Regions from separate parts of the Mus musculus genome. Here region 2 is linked to region 1. The links are chromatin contacts, called in public HiChIP or PLAC-seq maps. All regions are on one chromosome and are shown on one strand. The core of a region is the stretch at or near the end of the contact, and the rest is flanking DNA. Distances in the headings are between cores, read along the strand shown. Region 1 holds the start of Elovl2 (elongation of very long chain fatty acids (FEN1/Elo2, SUR4/Elo3, yeast)-like 2). Region 2 overlaps Smim13 (small integral membrane protein 13).

What was found. HiChIP or PLAC-seq counts read pairs in DNA pulled down with a chosen protein or histone mark.
Region 2: a contact with region 1 is called in an H3K27ac HiChIP or PLAC-seq map of microglia, with 4 times the contacts expected there. The contact joins the enhancer-like site here to the promoter of Elovl2 in region 1. A contact is called at or near these places in 5 of 39 promoter capture datasets (the HPC-7 cell line, cranial neural crest, frontonasal cranial neural crest and 2 more), 1 of 15 datasets of contacts at CTCF or cohesin (embryonic stem cells), 1 of 484 Hi-C or Micro-C datasets (embryonic stem cells), 3 of 115 datasets of contacts at active chromatin or transcription factors (embryonic stem cells and microglia) and 2 of 9 other capture datasets (adipose tissue and liver).

The regions. Positions count from the first base shown.
Region 1 is chr13:41,217,375-41,224,578 of GRCm38.p6, forward strand. It overlaps Elovl2 (elongation of very long chain fatty acids (FEN1/Elo2, SUR4/Elo3, yeast)-like 2), which reads right to left and starts at 3,029. Exons shown (of 8, transcript NM_019423.2): 1 at 2,981-3,029. The coding sequence starts at 2,983.
Region 2 is chr13:41,259,979-41,267,785 of GRCm38.p6, forward strand. The region is part of intron 1 of Smim13 (small integral membrane protein 13); the gene reads left to right. Among named protein-coding and RNA genes, the nearest start is that of Smim13, 14 kb to the left of the region's middle. Within about 2 kb of position 3,558, at least 14 of the 459 cell types and tissues checked have an H3K27ac peak or open chromatin away from gene starts, as enhancers often do. A contact at or near this core is called in adipose tissue and microglia, where this site is marked.

The DNA.
Region 1 (7,204 bases), core at 1,779-4,278:
CCTGCCATGTGCTGTATTTCCTCCTAGAACAAATACTAGGAGGAAGGTCTTTGTTTTAGACAGGCTCCCTCTTTATAGCCTTAGACAGGCTCCCTCTTTATAGCCCAGGGGAACCTTGAACTCACAATCCTTCATTCGGTCTCTTTAGCTGCTGGCATTACAAACATCAACCACCATGCCCAGGACGTAATTTCAAAGATTTTGTACAAAAAAAAAAAAAAAAAATTGTGTAAAATTCCTTAACCTTTTTGTATTGGTTGCATGTGGGAGTAACACTTGCCCAGAGAGGGTTAAATGTTAAAATGTATTTTGAGTCTCTGCTTTTTCAAATGTACCTACCAGAAGTTGAAAGTCACCTGTATGCTTTCTGTTCTATTTCTGTTAGATAGAATGGACTCATGAAGTACACGGTATACTTATTCATCCTCCAAACCCTCTAACATTGTGTTTTGAGACAATCACTGCTGCTCTGTGTGGTCTTGAACTCGTATGGATAACCCAGGCTGGTCTCTATCTCTATACCCTCCTGCATCAGCTTCCTACATATGAGATTTCTATACACTTCAATGGCCTGCTGTACCATCACTTTCTATGGAAGAAAATGCCAAGGTCTATATAATCACATAGTTCAATACGGGGCTGAGATTCAAACTTAGGAATAACAGTAGGTCACATCAACTTAGAAACAAGCCATCCTCTCAAGTTACTAAGTGGTTACAATTTAAATGGTGGAAGTATCTATCAGTCCATTAGAATGGTTCCTTGCCAGAGTTAGTGACAGCCTAATATTAGTCATAATTGATAACCTGAGGTATGACGAGCTACTGATGATGTTCACAAAGTTTCACTCTCTTGAGCTAACAAAGTCTCCGTTACACTGGCAACTCCACCTCTCCCAAGTCAAATGGCCCATATCTAACTGTCCAGCCGAGGAAAACATCCTTGACACAACCCTCAACACAAGGGCCCTGGTTTCTGACCATAACTGGACGCATGACACAGGCGCACTTAACACATCTCCACCAAGTTTTCTTCACATCACGGCATCTGAACTTCCCCAAGTAAAATGCATTTCACTTAACCCTTCACTGGAGAACTAAAAGGTTGAGCTTACCCAGCCAGATAATTAAGAATACACGGTGTCTGTATTGTGGTTCCCTCCTCTAATCCCAGCACCCAGGACATAGAGCCAGGAAGATTGAGAGTTTGAAGCTAGCCTGAACTATGAGGCTGTCTTGATAAACATAGATAGATAGATAGATAGATAGATAGATAGATAGATAGATAGATAGATAGATTCAACAAAACCCTCTTCCTTTTTTTGCTAGAATCCTAACAGTAAAACCTTCTGCACAAATGAACTAATACAAAATTAAGCACCATTAATTTATGTTTAGTTCATTGGTTTTAATTTCAAAAACAAAGCTTTCAATTCTACTACCTATCTGGACAAGACTAGCTGAGGACCACCAGGCAGTACAGTCTTGACTCTATCATCTTCAGAATTTCTCATGTAAATGCTCTTTGAGCTGTTCATCTCCGATGATAATAAACACACTTCCCTCACCAGTCACAACCCACTGACACACAATGACATCGTGCAAGTGGGGAAAAAGGAGACTTGAGTAGTATTTTTTGCAATACAGCTTGTTAGTAGAGACATCTTGGCATGGGTGTAGAAGAATGTATCACCTGACCAACTTACTTAGAACCCAGCCCCCCCTACACCCCCACCCTTTCTGCCTCTCTGCCCCATTTCTCAAAAGTGATATCACTTGATTTGGTCACAGACTTGAAAATGCTTACTGAGCTTGCAGTGAGCTAGGATAAAGATTGTAAGGCTTGCCCTTGCCAGCTACAGGTTAATGTCCACTGACTTTCACTGAGTTGAAGTATTCTTGGAAGTTTTCCCTAACTAAAATCTCTGTCTACTATGGAAGAGAGAGAGAGAGAGAGAGAGAGAGAGAGAGAGAGAACCAGTTAGCACTAAAAATGCTCTGTCTACTCAGATGTCAGGATACTCAAGTGGCCGAGGAAGCATGAAGCAGCCACCAACATTCTGCTCAGTGTGTCCCTCCTGTCCAAGAGAAGAGTGTGTTTCTCCTCCCACACAGCACTTTAGATTCTGATCGCTCCTATTAAGTCGACAGTTCTTGTAGTGGTTCACTTCAAGGAGACTGCTACCTCCCACTTAGCATAGCATAAAGTACTTTCCTCTACTTTTTTTAAAAAAATAAATGATGTGTGCCAGGCACTGTAGACAAAGACTATTCACCAAAACTTGCATTTTGGTGAGGGAGACATTCAATACACACACACACACACACACACACACACACAAACCCAGATTATAGCATGCTTAAATAGAGAAAACAAAATGGGGGGGGGGCAGGCAATAGAAAAGGGGTGGGCTGGAATTTTAGTGCTAAGACAATATTCAACCAAGAAGAGATGGTGAGCCGAAAACAGTGTGGGAAGAGGGGGGACAATCTAGGGCTGCCCCGTGTCAGGTGGGACAAGGAAAGGGGCATGCCCTTCACATATTTAGCAAGCCCTTGCGAAAAGACAAAGACCAATGAAGACAAACGCGGATCTGAAGACAAACGCAGGATCTGCCGCTCTCTTTAACGGGGAGCTGCTCTTTTGAGACAGGGTGTCTCACCGTGGCCCAGGCTGGCCTCGAACTCACGGCAATCCTCCTGCCTCAGCTCCCTCAGGGCTGGGATCGCTGCCTGCCCAGGAACCGGCTGGCTCCCTGCGAGCTCAGCAGCACACAGTCTTCGCCTTTGTGCCCAGGCGCCGGGTTTCGCGGGGTCCCTCGGCGAGCGGCTCGTGGGGGGGAGAGCGTTGGGCCCCGGCTGCAGCGCCGACACGCCCCCGCGCCCGGTTACCCGCCGGCGCCCCGACCCTACGCCCGCACGCCCCGGCCCCAACGTCCGCCGCCATCCGGGACGAGGCGCGCGGCCCCCCACTCACTCACCATGGCCGCGCGGCCGCGATGCGCTGTCCAGGGTAGCCGCCTTCCTTCTGCGCCGCGCCACGCGCCGCCCGCGCTAGTCACTCGCCCCCGCCCCCTCGGGCGCGCGCCGCCCGCCTCCCCGCCCCCTCGGGCGCGCGCCGCGCCCTGCCCGCTCCGGGCCGTTTCCTCCGCCCCGCGCCGCTGGCCCTCGGAGGGGACCACGGAGTGGGAGGAGCCCCGGCGCCGGCCGCGAGGCCGTGGGCCCCCCAGAGGCCTGCGCGTCCCCGCTCCGCGCGCCCCCCCGCCGGCGCTGGCGCGGCGACCCCTGCCGGCCGGGCTGGGATTTGCAAGCACAGCTGGCGCCTTTTGCAGGAGTCTGGGCGCGCACGTCTATCACAGCATCAGGCTCCTGGAGAAGCCACCAGCAGCTCCTCCGCTACTCCTGGGGAGTGGCTGGGCGAGCGCGCCGGATGATTTAAATTGGGCACACGGGTTTGAGGGGATGACCAAGGGCTGGTCTGGTCTTGGGTTGGTGCACCTGTATAATCCCAGCACTTGAGAGCAGAGCCAGGAGGAATAGGAAAGAGTTCAAGATCAGCCTTGGCTTCTTAGGGAGTTCTGCACCAACCTGAGCTTCGTGAGACCCTGCTTCAAATAAGCAAACAAATAAGCAAACGATAACCATTCATTCTGGGTGCCACGGGGAGCAGATGAGCACCAATAGTCTGTCTAAACTGACTTTTTCAGAGTTTGCTTCCAGAGGGGCTGTCAGGGGCTCAGATGGCTTATTCAAATGCTTCGTTAATGGTGTACAGAACTAGATTCCAGGCCTTTGAGTGTCAAATGACTACTTTTCACATTGCCTTCAGAATGAGCGCGCATTTTTCTTAGATAGCTGATGCGGTAAACTTGAAATGCATACATAGGTGTTAGGTACCTCTGTGGACAAAGATAAGAATGATCTTTAAAAAAAAAAACTTGGAAATACAGATCTTCTCTCTTTCTTTGCATAGCTTCTAGTTCACACCCGGACAGTGTATCTGAATGAACTTAGAGAGGACTGGGAGCCAATAGGAGACAGTGCTAAACCACAAACCCCTGCAATCCAGAACCAGGACTCACTTTATCTCCATGGCAACCAGTACCCACCATCATCAAAACTGGGAAGAAAAGGCACTAGCTGATGTCCTTCCCCCCCCCCCCCCCGTAATTTTCATCTGAAGCATCTGTTCCTTGGACACCTTCTGTGATGGTTTGTCTTTCCTGTCAACAAGTTTTAGAATCACCTTAAGAGACCCACCCCTGGACATGTCTGTGAAGATGTTTCCAGAGAGTTTCAGATGAGGTGGAAAAGACAAACTCCAAATGTTGACAGAGCCATCTTACTGTGGACACAGCGAGATCAACTGCTTTCACAATCAATCCTGCTACCATGATGGGCCATACCTTGGAGACACGAGCCAGAATAAACCTCTGGTCTTAGTTGGGATTTCTATCGCTTCGATAAAATGCCCTGACCTTTATCAACATGGGGAAGAAAGGGTTTATTTCCCTTACACTTCCATGTCAAAGTCTGTCTGGCTCCTCTCAGGCTCCTGTAGCCTGCTTCCATAGCACACTCGGGACCACCAGCCCAGGGACCTACCCAAAGTGAGCTGGGTGTTCTTACAAGAATCATCAACCAAGAAAATGCTCCACAGGCTAGCCCACAGTATAATCTGGTGAGGATATTCTCTCATTTGGGGGGGGGGTGTTATTTCCAAATGTCTCCAAGTGAAGTTGATATAAAACTAGCCAGCATAGAGGTAAACAAAACAAGATTCATCTTAATGTATTTAATTAACATTTTTGTTGTCCAGTGGATTAGTGACAGTAGAGATGAAAAACCTAAAGACGTTCAATGATTTGAAGAGCCTTCTTGGTTGTCCTACTAAAATTAGATGGGAAGGCCCCATGGCTGGAGATATCACAAGGTTGGGTTGTAGAAAACAAAGAAATAAAGCTGGAACTGATCTGGAGGCTTCCTTCCTGGTGGCTCTCACAGCTCCCAGGATGTGCTGCACAGGCTGCTGGGGAAGAGCATCCCTTTGTGATCTTGCCCAGAAGTGGACCTGGGTATTACAATACTGAATTCCCAGGACAAATGTGACCACTAGTGCAATAGCAGTGTCCCCATAGACTCACGTGTTTGAGTGTTTGGCCCATAGGGAGTAGCATTCTTAGGTGTGGCTTTGAGGTCTCATACATGCTCAAGTTAGGCCTGGTATGGCAGTCTCTTGCTGCCTGAAGATCAAGACGTAGAACTCTTAGCTCCTACAGCACCATGCCTGCCTGGATGCTGCCATGTCTCCCACCATGATGATAATGGACTGAACCTCTGAACCTATAAGCCAGTTGGAATTAAGTGTTGTCCTTATAAGAGTTGCCTTGGTCATGGTACCTCTTCACCACAATAGAATCAAATAGACAAGTGGCCATGACTGTTGTGGAGCATAACTAATGGCTTCCTGATTTGATTTGAGGCCCATTCTACAGGAACAAATCCATTCCATTGGATGAATTCATTGTAAATCTTGTCAAAAGCCAATATGTTGGGAGATCATAGGCCCTCGGGGAGAACCTGCTGCTAGTGTTTTGCCAAATGTACTTGTTGTCCAATTGCCTTCCACGTATTTATGTTCAGCCTTGGTCAGTGTTCTCGTTTGCTGTCTGTTTCTGTGATATAATTCTCTGACTGAAATCAACGTGGGGAACAGTTTATTTGGTCTACCTTTCCAGGCTGCAGGCCACCGCCGAGGGAAGTCAGATTAGGAATTGAGGTGGAAACTGTGGAGGGTTGCAGCTTACTGGCTTGCTCTCCAGCTCGCTTAGTTGGCATTCTTAAGCATCCCAAACCCACCTGCCCATAGTGCACTGCTCTCTCTAACATCAATCGCCAATCAAAAAAAAAAAAAAATTTCCACAGATGTGGCCACAGGCCAATCTAATCGAGGTGATTCTCCAACCAGGGTTCTGTCTTCCCAAGTGACATTAAAAGAACTAACCAGTGCAGTTGGAGAAACTTCTTTTGGCAGAGGCAATGGTTAATGCAGAGATTCCTCACTGCTCAAAATGCTAAGAAAGGTGACTATTGGATACTCAGCCCTAGATGTGACATCAGCGTCACTCTTACCTGTAACCCACCCAGTGCCCAGGGGACATCACAGAAGAGGGGTAAGCAAGAAAGTTAACACTGGAGGATGGAGAGGAGACCCCACGAAATGGCATCTTCTAGACATGTCGTGGTTGTTAGACTCATGAACTGCAACAGCTGCAGTTACCTGCCCGAGCCCGGTACAAAATCACAATACTGAGCCCTTCTACACGCACAAGGGGCTCCTGAGACTCCATCCCTAGCCGAAAGGATTCTGGTAGTTAAAGGCTGTTGGGATGGTGGGAGACATTGTTTCTTTAGAGGTACAGTCATATAAGAAGATCAGGTTTCAGTAGAACAGCCAACACGTGAGCTCATTGACTGACCGAACCTCAGCGGCTCACTAAGATAAAGACACGGAAAGAGGAGGAGCCATGTTGGAAAACAGTGGAGAGAGTGGAAGGGGGTTATGGAGGTTAGTGGGAAGGAGACTAGACTCAATGTCCATCGTATGCATGTTTGAAATTGTCAAAACATTAAAAAAAAAAAAAAGAGGGTGAAGGGTCTTTTCCTCAGCACATGGTTCAGTCATCCACGGCTACAACCTGAGAGACTTCAGAGTCAATGTCTGAGAAATGGGGGACATGGGGACCCAAAAGTTAACGCAAAGTCAGAGCAGAGAGCCTCCACCCTTATTTTTCAGGTTAAATGTGGTGTTTTCAGGTTAACGGTTGAGTTACCAGAGTGTATAAGTCCCAACCGTGCTAAGGGACTTACAGCAGTTTAGTAACACTAGCCCCACGCTGGCCTGGGTTCCTTCTCCCATTCTGGGTAGCAAGGCCTACTGCTGAAGTAGACTGAGGGCTTAGCATCTGGGGGTGATCTTCGTCGCTGGTGAGTATGTTAGTTAAGAATACACACTTGGAGACAGCTTCAGAGAGCTGGTTCGGTTTAATGGGGGAGGGGTATTTGTGACCCTGGGGCAAGGGTTGTATGGCCGTGTGCAACTGGCCAAGACACGGGTGCTGGAAGGTGCTTCATCTGCCCGTGGGGAACCTTATAAGGTCATACAAGGAGTGAAGCCTGATTAATAAGTTCTTACTAGGGTTGAT
Region 2 (7,807 bases), core at 2,308-4,807, 43 kb after region 1:
TATGTTGGATATTAGTCCCCTATCTGATTTAGGATAGGTAAAGATCCTTTCCCAATCTGTTGGTGGTCTCTTTGTCTTATTGACGGTGTCTTTTGCCTTGCAGAAACTTTGGAGTTTCATTAGGTCCCATTTGTCAATTCTCGATCTTACAGCACAAGCCATTGCTGTTCTGTTCAGGAATTTTTCCCCTGTACCCATATCTTCAAGGCTTTTCCCCACTTTCTCCTCTATAAGTTTCAGTGTCTCTGGTTTTATGTGAAGTTCTTTGATCCATTTAGATTTGACCTTAGTACAAGGAGATAAGTATGAATCGATTCGCATTCTTCTACATGATAACAACCAGTTGTGCCAGCACCAATTGTTGAAAATGCTGTCTTTCTTCCACTGGATGGTTTTAGCTCCCTTGTCGAAGATCAAGTGACCATAGGTGTGTGGGTTCATTTCTGGGTCTTCAATTCTATTCCATTGGTCTACTTGTCTGTCTCTATACCAGTACCATGCAGTTTTTACCACAATTGCTCTGTAGTAAAGCTTTAGGTCAGGCATGGTGATTCCACCAGAGGTTCTTTTATCCTTGAGAAGAGTTTTTGCTATCCTAGGTTTTTTGTTATTCCAGATGAATTTGCAAATTGCTCCTTCTAATTCGTTGAAGAATTGAGTTGGAATTTTGATGGGGATTGCATTGAATCTGTAGATTGCTTTTGGCAAGATAGCCATTTTTACAATGTTGATCCTGCCAATCCATGAGCATGGGAGATCTTTCCATCTTCTGAGATCTTCTTTAATTTCTTTCTTCAGAGACTTGAAGTTTTTATCATACAGATCTTTCACTTCCTTAGTTAGAGTCACTCCGAGATATTTTATATTATTTGTGACTATTGAGAAGGGTGTTGTTTCCCTAATTTCTTTCTCAGCCTGTTTATTCTTTGTGTAGAGAAAGGCCATTGACTTGTTTGAGTTAATTTTATATCCAGCTACTTCACCGAAGCTGTTTGTCAGGTTTAGGAGTTCTCTGGTGGAATTTTTAGGGTCACTTATATATACTATCATATCATCTGCAAAAAGTGATATTTTGACTTCCTCCTTTCCAATTTGTATCCCCTTGATCTCCTTTTGTTGTCGAATTGCTCTGGCTAATACTTCAAGTACTATGTTGAAAAGGTAGGGAGAAAGTGGGCAGCCTTGTCTAGTCCCTGATTTTAGTGGGATTGCTTCCAGCTTCTCTCCATTTACTTTGATGTTGGCTCCTGGTTTGCTGTAGATTGCTTTTATCAAGTTTAGGTATGGGCCTTGAATTCCTGATCTTTCCAGAACTTTTATCATGAATGGGTGTTGGATCTTGTCAGATGCTTTTTCTGCATCTAACGAGATGATCATGTGGTTTTTGTCTTTGAGTTTGTTTATATAGTGGATTACATTGATGGATTTTCGTATATTAAACCATCCCTGCATCCCTGGAATAAAACCTACTTGGTCAGGATGGATGATTGCTTTAATGTGTTCTTGGATTCGGTTAGCGAGAATTTTATTGAGGATTTTTGCATCGATATTCATAAGAGAAATTGGTCTGAAGTTCTCTATCTTTGTTGGATCTTTCTGTGGTTTAGGTATCAGAGTAATAGTGGCTTCATAAAATGAGTTGGGTAGAGTACTTTCTACTTCTATCTTGTGAAAAAGTTTGTGCAGAACTGGAATTAGATCTTCTTTGAAGGTCTGATAGAACTCTGCACTAAACCCGGAAGAGCGTCTTATATATAGCCCATACCCACAGTGACACCCCTGTTCCAACAGGACCACACCTTCTAATAGTGCCACTCCCTGGGCCGATCATATATAAACCATCACGTGGCACTTCCCTGTGCTTTGTCGCAGTGACAAGCTCACAAGATTTGAAGCTTTAGGGCTGATTCAAAACTCACGGTGACATAGGTTGTACGAGGTTGGTAAGAGGAGAGGAGTTGTATTAATCTAGGGTCACACGCTCTCTTCTTCCCAAGTTGACAAGGTTGTGTCTGCTAGTTCAGCCTGAGCACATTGATTTGCAAGTGTGTACTACCAGAACCCAGGCTACTGCTATGTCTGGTGTGGAACTCTTTATGCAAACAAGGCAAACCTCAAAACTCAAAGTGATCCACCTGCCTCTGCTTCCTGACTGCTGGGATTAGAGGAATACACTATCACATGAGCACATGTAAGGTTTAAAATGTCATCAACTGACTAGTGCTAGCATTAATGCTGAAGATTCCTACTGGATTATTTACTAACTACAGAATCCAGCCCAAACTGCTGGTGCCTTTTTACAGACACTGAACAATCCTGTCAGTCAAATAGACCTGAAACTACAAAATCCAGAATACACTATTCAAAACAGGCATGGATGACCATGCATACTTCTTTAAGGAGCACCATATCCCCTCACCTAATCCCCTTCCACAGGGCCACACTGGGGACTGTGTGGTAGTGTGTTCAATGAGTTTGATGATGCTTTTCCTGAAACAGTGCCTCGTCACACTTCTGCCACAAAACCCTAGAACTTGCTATACTTAAATCATTGTTTCAGCTAAGTTAGCTATAAAATGAGAGTCTTTCTTCCTGGCCCCAAGCTCCCAGAATAATGACTCTGAGACTTAAAATATATTTACAAACACCTTGGCCAGGTTCCCCAGTTAGATCATAACTTAATATTCCATTTATTCTAATCTTAGTTCTGCCAGGTGATTGGTTACTTCTACTCATTCCCCATCGTGCTTCTGTCTGCCTCCCATATTCCCACGTGAATCCGCTACCCCCATACCATTATTCAGTCTCCCTACCGGATGTCCCACCTTCTATTTTCTGCTTAAGCTTCTAGGCCAGTCAGTGTTTTATTGACAGGTGCTGCATCCATACAGCACATAAGAGAGATCTCTACAGTTAGATTGCTGGCTCTCTTTAATTGCTGTAGTTTGTGTTTACAATCCCAGAACTGGGGAGGCTGAGGCGGGAGGATCTCAAAGTTTGAGGCCAGTCTGGGCTACTGTAGCAAGACCCTGTCTTTTTTTTTTTTTTTTTTTTAAAGATTTATTTATTTTATTTTTGGTTTTTCGAGACAGGGTTTCTCTGTGTAGCCCTAGCTGTCCTGGAACTCACTCTGTAGACCAGGCTGGCCCCGAACTCAGAAATCAGCCTTCCTCTGCCTCCCAAGTGCTGGGATTAAAGGCGTGCGCCACCACGCCCAGCAAGACCCTGTCTTAAAAGGGGGTGGAAGGTGGCAACTAACCCCTGTGGCTTCAGATCTTTGCATGTAAGGCTGCTTTTCCAAGTTCTTACTCAAAAAGTTACTTTCCCATCCCCTGCTTCCTCTCCATTCTTTAGCTATTGGCCCAGATCTTAAGCATAACTTGCTCACACTCTGGGCGCCCCTCCTGCCCCTCCTGCCCCTCCTGCCCCTCCTGCCCCTCCTGCCCCTCCTGCCCCTCCTGCCCCGCCCAGTGCAGCTTTCTGCTGGCCTCCAGTGCTGAACCCTCTTCCTTGGACCCTAACCCAGAGCATGACTCTCTTCCCCTTTTTCTGTGTGCTTCCTCCCGGCAGTTGCTGAGATTTACAGCACACAGTAAGTCACCTTTCATTATCCCAGAACCCAGGGCCTCTGTTGCCAGCCTGTTTTTCTGCCTTACATTGCTTATCAGTCTAAGGGTGGAACAAAGCCCAAACCTACCTTTTAAAAAGCTGTGAAGAACTTAGTGAGCCTTGGTGTTTGATTACATGTAAATAGAATTTCTCTCTTTCCTTCCCTTTCTCTCCTTCCTGTTTTTCTTTCTAAATGAAAACTGGGACATGGTGCAATACTCGTTTTCATAGAACAAGAGTAAGCAAGAAGTTTGTTCTGTGTGTGTGTGAAGGATTTGGTGAGTGAGCTGTGCTTCTGCAAGCTAGCTCATATGCCGCAGTGTCTAAGGGGATAAATACTTTTCAGTACAAACAAAGTCATCTGGGTCTTAGTGTTGTGTTTTCTTCTTGCATCCTCCTGTTCCCTCAATACACAAAACACACCTTGGAGATTTTCCTAGAACCCAGAGTCCAGACTAGGCCATTCTACTCTGAGGCTAAGTTGACATTGGGAATCTCATTGGGCATTGATGTCCTTTGTGTCTATGGTGGCTCTTGTGTTACAACCCACACACCTTATACATACCCTTGTCCCATTTAGTGTGTTTGTATATGTAATAGTATCTGAAGGGTGAAACTTTACATGCAGAGTGTACAGGAGTGTGAGCTCTCAACATATTCTGATTAAACAGTCCTAACGAGCAGACACAGCACAGCTTGAACTAGAGCATAATCAGTCTACCTAATCCATTTTCTGCTGTTACAGTAAAATCCCACACACTAGGTAAATCATGAATGATAGTTGTTTATTGAATGAATAGTTGTGGAGGACTGTGGTCTTAATACCTAGCAAGAGCCTTTTCTGTGCCATTATGGGATGGAAGGGCAAGCGCAGGGAGAGACAGACTTAAATCTCTCCATGTATTCCTTCTGGGCTCAATAACTCATTTCTTAGTATGTCATAATTCTTTTTATTGTTAAGATGTCACAAACATATACATGAGTTTTGGAGGGGACATTTAAACAGCTCTGGCCATTATATCACATATTACATCCACAGGCTTCCTATAACATCACCTAACTCTTTGGGGGTATTTGGGGAAATTTTTTTTTTTAATTGAGGTGTTAGATATTGAAATTAGGACCTTATGCATGCTAGACCGTGGACTATAGCCTCCAGTTCTGGGCAGGTTTATAGTCTTCTGTTTTAGGTGAGGTTTCTATTACTGTGATAAAACACTGTGACCAAAAGCAACTTGTCGGGGCGGAGGTTTATTTTAGCTTACAGCTGTAGTTGTCATCTGGGGAAGTCAGGGCAGAGACCTGGAAGCAGGAGCTGATGCAGAGGCCATGGAGGAGTGCTGTTTACTGGTTTGCTCCCATGGCTTGCCCAGCTGCTTTCTTAGATAATCCAGGACTCCCAACTCAAGGATGGCACTGCCCACGAAGAGTGGGCTCTTCCATATCAATTATCAATCAAGATAATGTACCATAGGCTTGCCCATAGGTCTGGTGGTAACTTTTCTCAGCTGAGGTCCCTTCTTCCTAAATAACTTTAGCTTGTGTCTAGAACTACCAGCATATCTTCCGTATGTAGTCATCATGTCTACATTAATACTAATGTGCCTCTTTGGAAATGGAGTCTTCTGAGGCAGTTCCTTGTCATTTCTTCCCTGTAAGCACTCAACTGTGTATCCCCCTTTATCCTTTTCTTTGGCCAGACGGATTGAGTCACATCTTGACATCCATTTCTATGCTTTCCAAACTTGTATGCACATTAGAGTACTCTATGGAGCTTCAAAAAAAGTAATAGCTAGGCATGGTGACACACACTTTAATCTCAGCTCTGGAGGCAGAGGCAGGTGGATCTCTGAGTTTGACGGTAGCCTGGTCTATATGACAGGTGGTGCTACATATTGTGACCCTGTCTTAAAAACCAAACAAAAAAATGAATAAGCACAGTTGCAAGTGTAGAATCCAAAATAAATTCAAGACCACCCAGCCCCTTCCCCCTTTGCAGGGACTTTCAGAAACATAGTGGTCAAAATGTCTAAGTCTACAGCTGCCAAAACAAAATGAACTGTTCTCAGAAAAATAACCATAACAAGATTAGCAGTTCCCAGAGTAATTTCCCTACCCCACCCCACACTGAATTCTGAGAAAAACCACAAATCATCCTGACCTTATCGCTAGAATTCCTCGTGACGTTAGTAGCCGTGACGTTAGTAGCTGACCCATAAGTTGAAAATGTACTGCTGCTTTACTGACCAAATCATAATAACTCACCGTGGAGGCAGGTAAAGTGAGTCACTAGGCCAAAGGTAGTCACCCTATGCAAACCAACCAATGTCTGAAAGGGTTACTTGCTACACCAATGAGAATAAGCCAGCTAGCTTTGTTGCCTAAATCTGCCCTTTACAAGGTATAAAAAGTGTGTTCTTTCTTTGTTCAGTGTCTCTCCTCTTGCCTGCGTGCTGAGGGGGGTCCCTAACATGTTGGATTAGTAAAATCCTCATGCGGTTTGCAGCAATGGTGGTCTCTGTGGTCCTTGTGAGTGAGGGACTTTTGGAGGACTCCAACACAAGATTGACTAGGGGTCTGTGGGATGATCCCTCAAGACTAGTTTCTGAGAACCCCTAGCAGATGTGAAAAATACGCAGTTTGAGTCTTACCATTTAGGAACTGCTACAATCAGGTGTCTTTAAGTAGGGTCATTACACTGGGTCGTTTTTAACTCTTTTATGATTACAGTGAACTTTACCTCAGGAAAAATGTCCCCCTCATCCTCTTATGGGCTGACCTTGGCCTCCACACCAAGTAGTTGCTGTGTTCTGTAGGTTGGAGACTCATGCAGTGTAGACATTCACTAATGGGTAATGTGTGTTGACATTTTTTTTTTAAAGATTTATTTATTTATTATATGTAAGTACACTGTAGCTGTTTTCAGACACTCCAGAAGAGGGCGTCAGATCTTGTTACAGATGGTTATGAACCACCATGTGGTTGCTGGGATTTGAACTCTGGACCTTCAGAAGAATAGTCGGGTGCTCTTACCCACTGAGCCATCTCACCAGCCCGTGTGTTGACATTTTAAAGGAATAGGGGAAGGTTTTGTTATTTTGTTTTTTGATGCAGGGTCTTGTATAGCCCAGGCTAGCCTGGGACTTTCTATCTTCCTGCTTCCAGCTCACTTCCCAAGGATGATAATAGGTACCACCAAGTCCAGCTTTTTAGATAAACTTTAGCTAGCAGATTTGTCTGTGAGCTGGATGTGTTAGTGTGTGCCTGTGCCTTACTTGGGAGGCATGTACACAGAATTGCCTCAAGTGTAAGGCCAGCCTGAACTACACCTCAAGTTCCAGGCCAGCCTGGGCTACAAAGTGAGACCTTATCTCAAAAAATAAGCAAACAAAACTTGCGTGTGCGTGTGCGTGTGCGTGTGCGTGTGTGTGTGTGTGTGTGTGTGTGTGTGTGTGTGTGTTGAGCAGTTTCTGTAGTGGAGACTGCCCTAGGATCCTTGCCTAATAAAGAGGCATTTAGCAAGTCTCTTTCTCTAAGCTAATCTGTCCATTCCCCTCAGGTTTATGAAACTACCCAGTTCTTCTCAGGAGTGCTGAGGTAAACATGCTTCACCAAGAGAATGACTAGTTCATGAGGACTAATCAAGTTAACTAACTACCAGGGGGACTCTCAGATACCCTTGTAAGTTTTTAAGAAACTTCTCCCTAGGGTCTTAGAGTCTCTGTTACTTAACCACAAGCCACCTTGTTGAACTAGGCAAACTACGCAGTGCTCTGCTTAGGGTTGGTTTGTCGTAAGGCCAGATACGATGCTATGGTTCCTCCATCAAAGCACTGTTGCTTCTGACAGTGTGACAGGGCAGTTTAAATCGAGTGAAACTTTGGCTGGTAGCTGACGCGTACAAAGCTTTTCCTTAGAGTACTTGTCCCCAATGTTAAAAAGAAAAATTAGTGGTTTCTTTTCCTATGTTTAACTAACATCTCTGGAGTAGTGTCTTAGCAGTTTTTTCTGGGACTGCAGTAGCTCTTGATTTCTTTGCTAAAACCTGCTTTGCTTAGGATATGTGCATTGGGGGTTTATAATAGATTTTCTTTTTCTAAAGTAAGTGTCTTGGGTGGTTATTTTTGTTTAGCTGTTTGAGTTTTCATTATCATCTTTTGTTTATACTGTTGAAAGTTTTCAATAAACTGCTTATAAG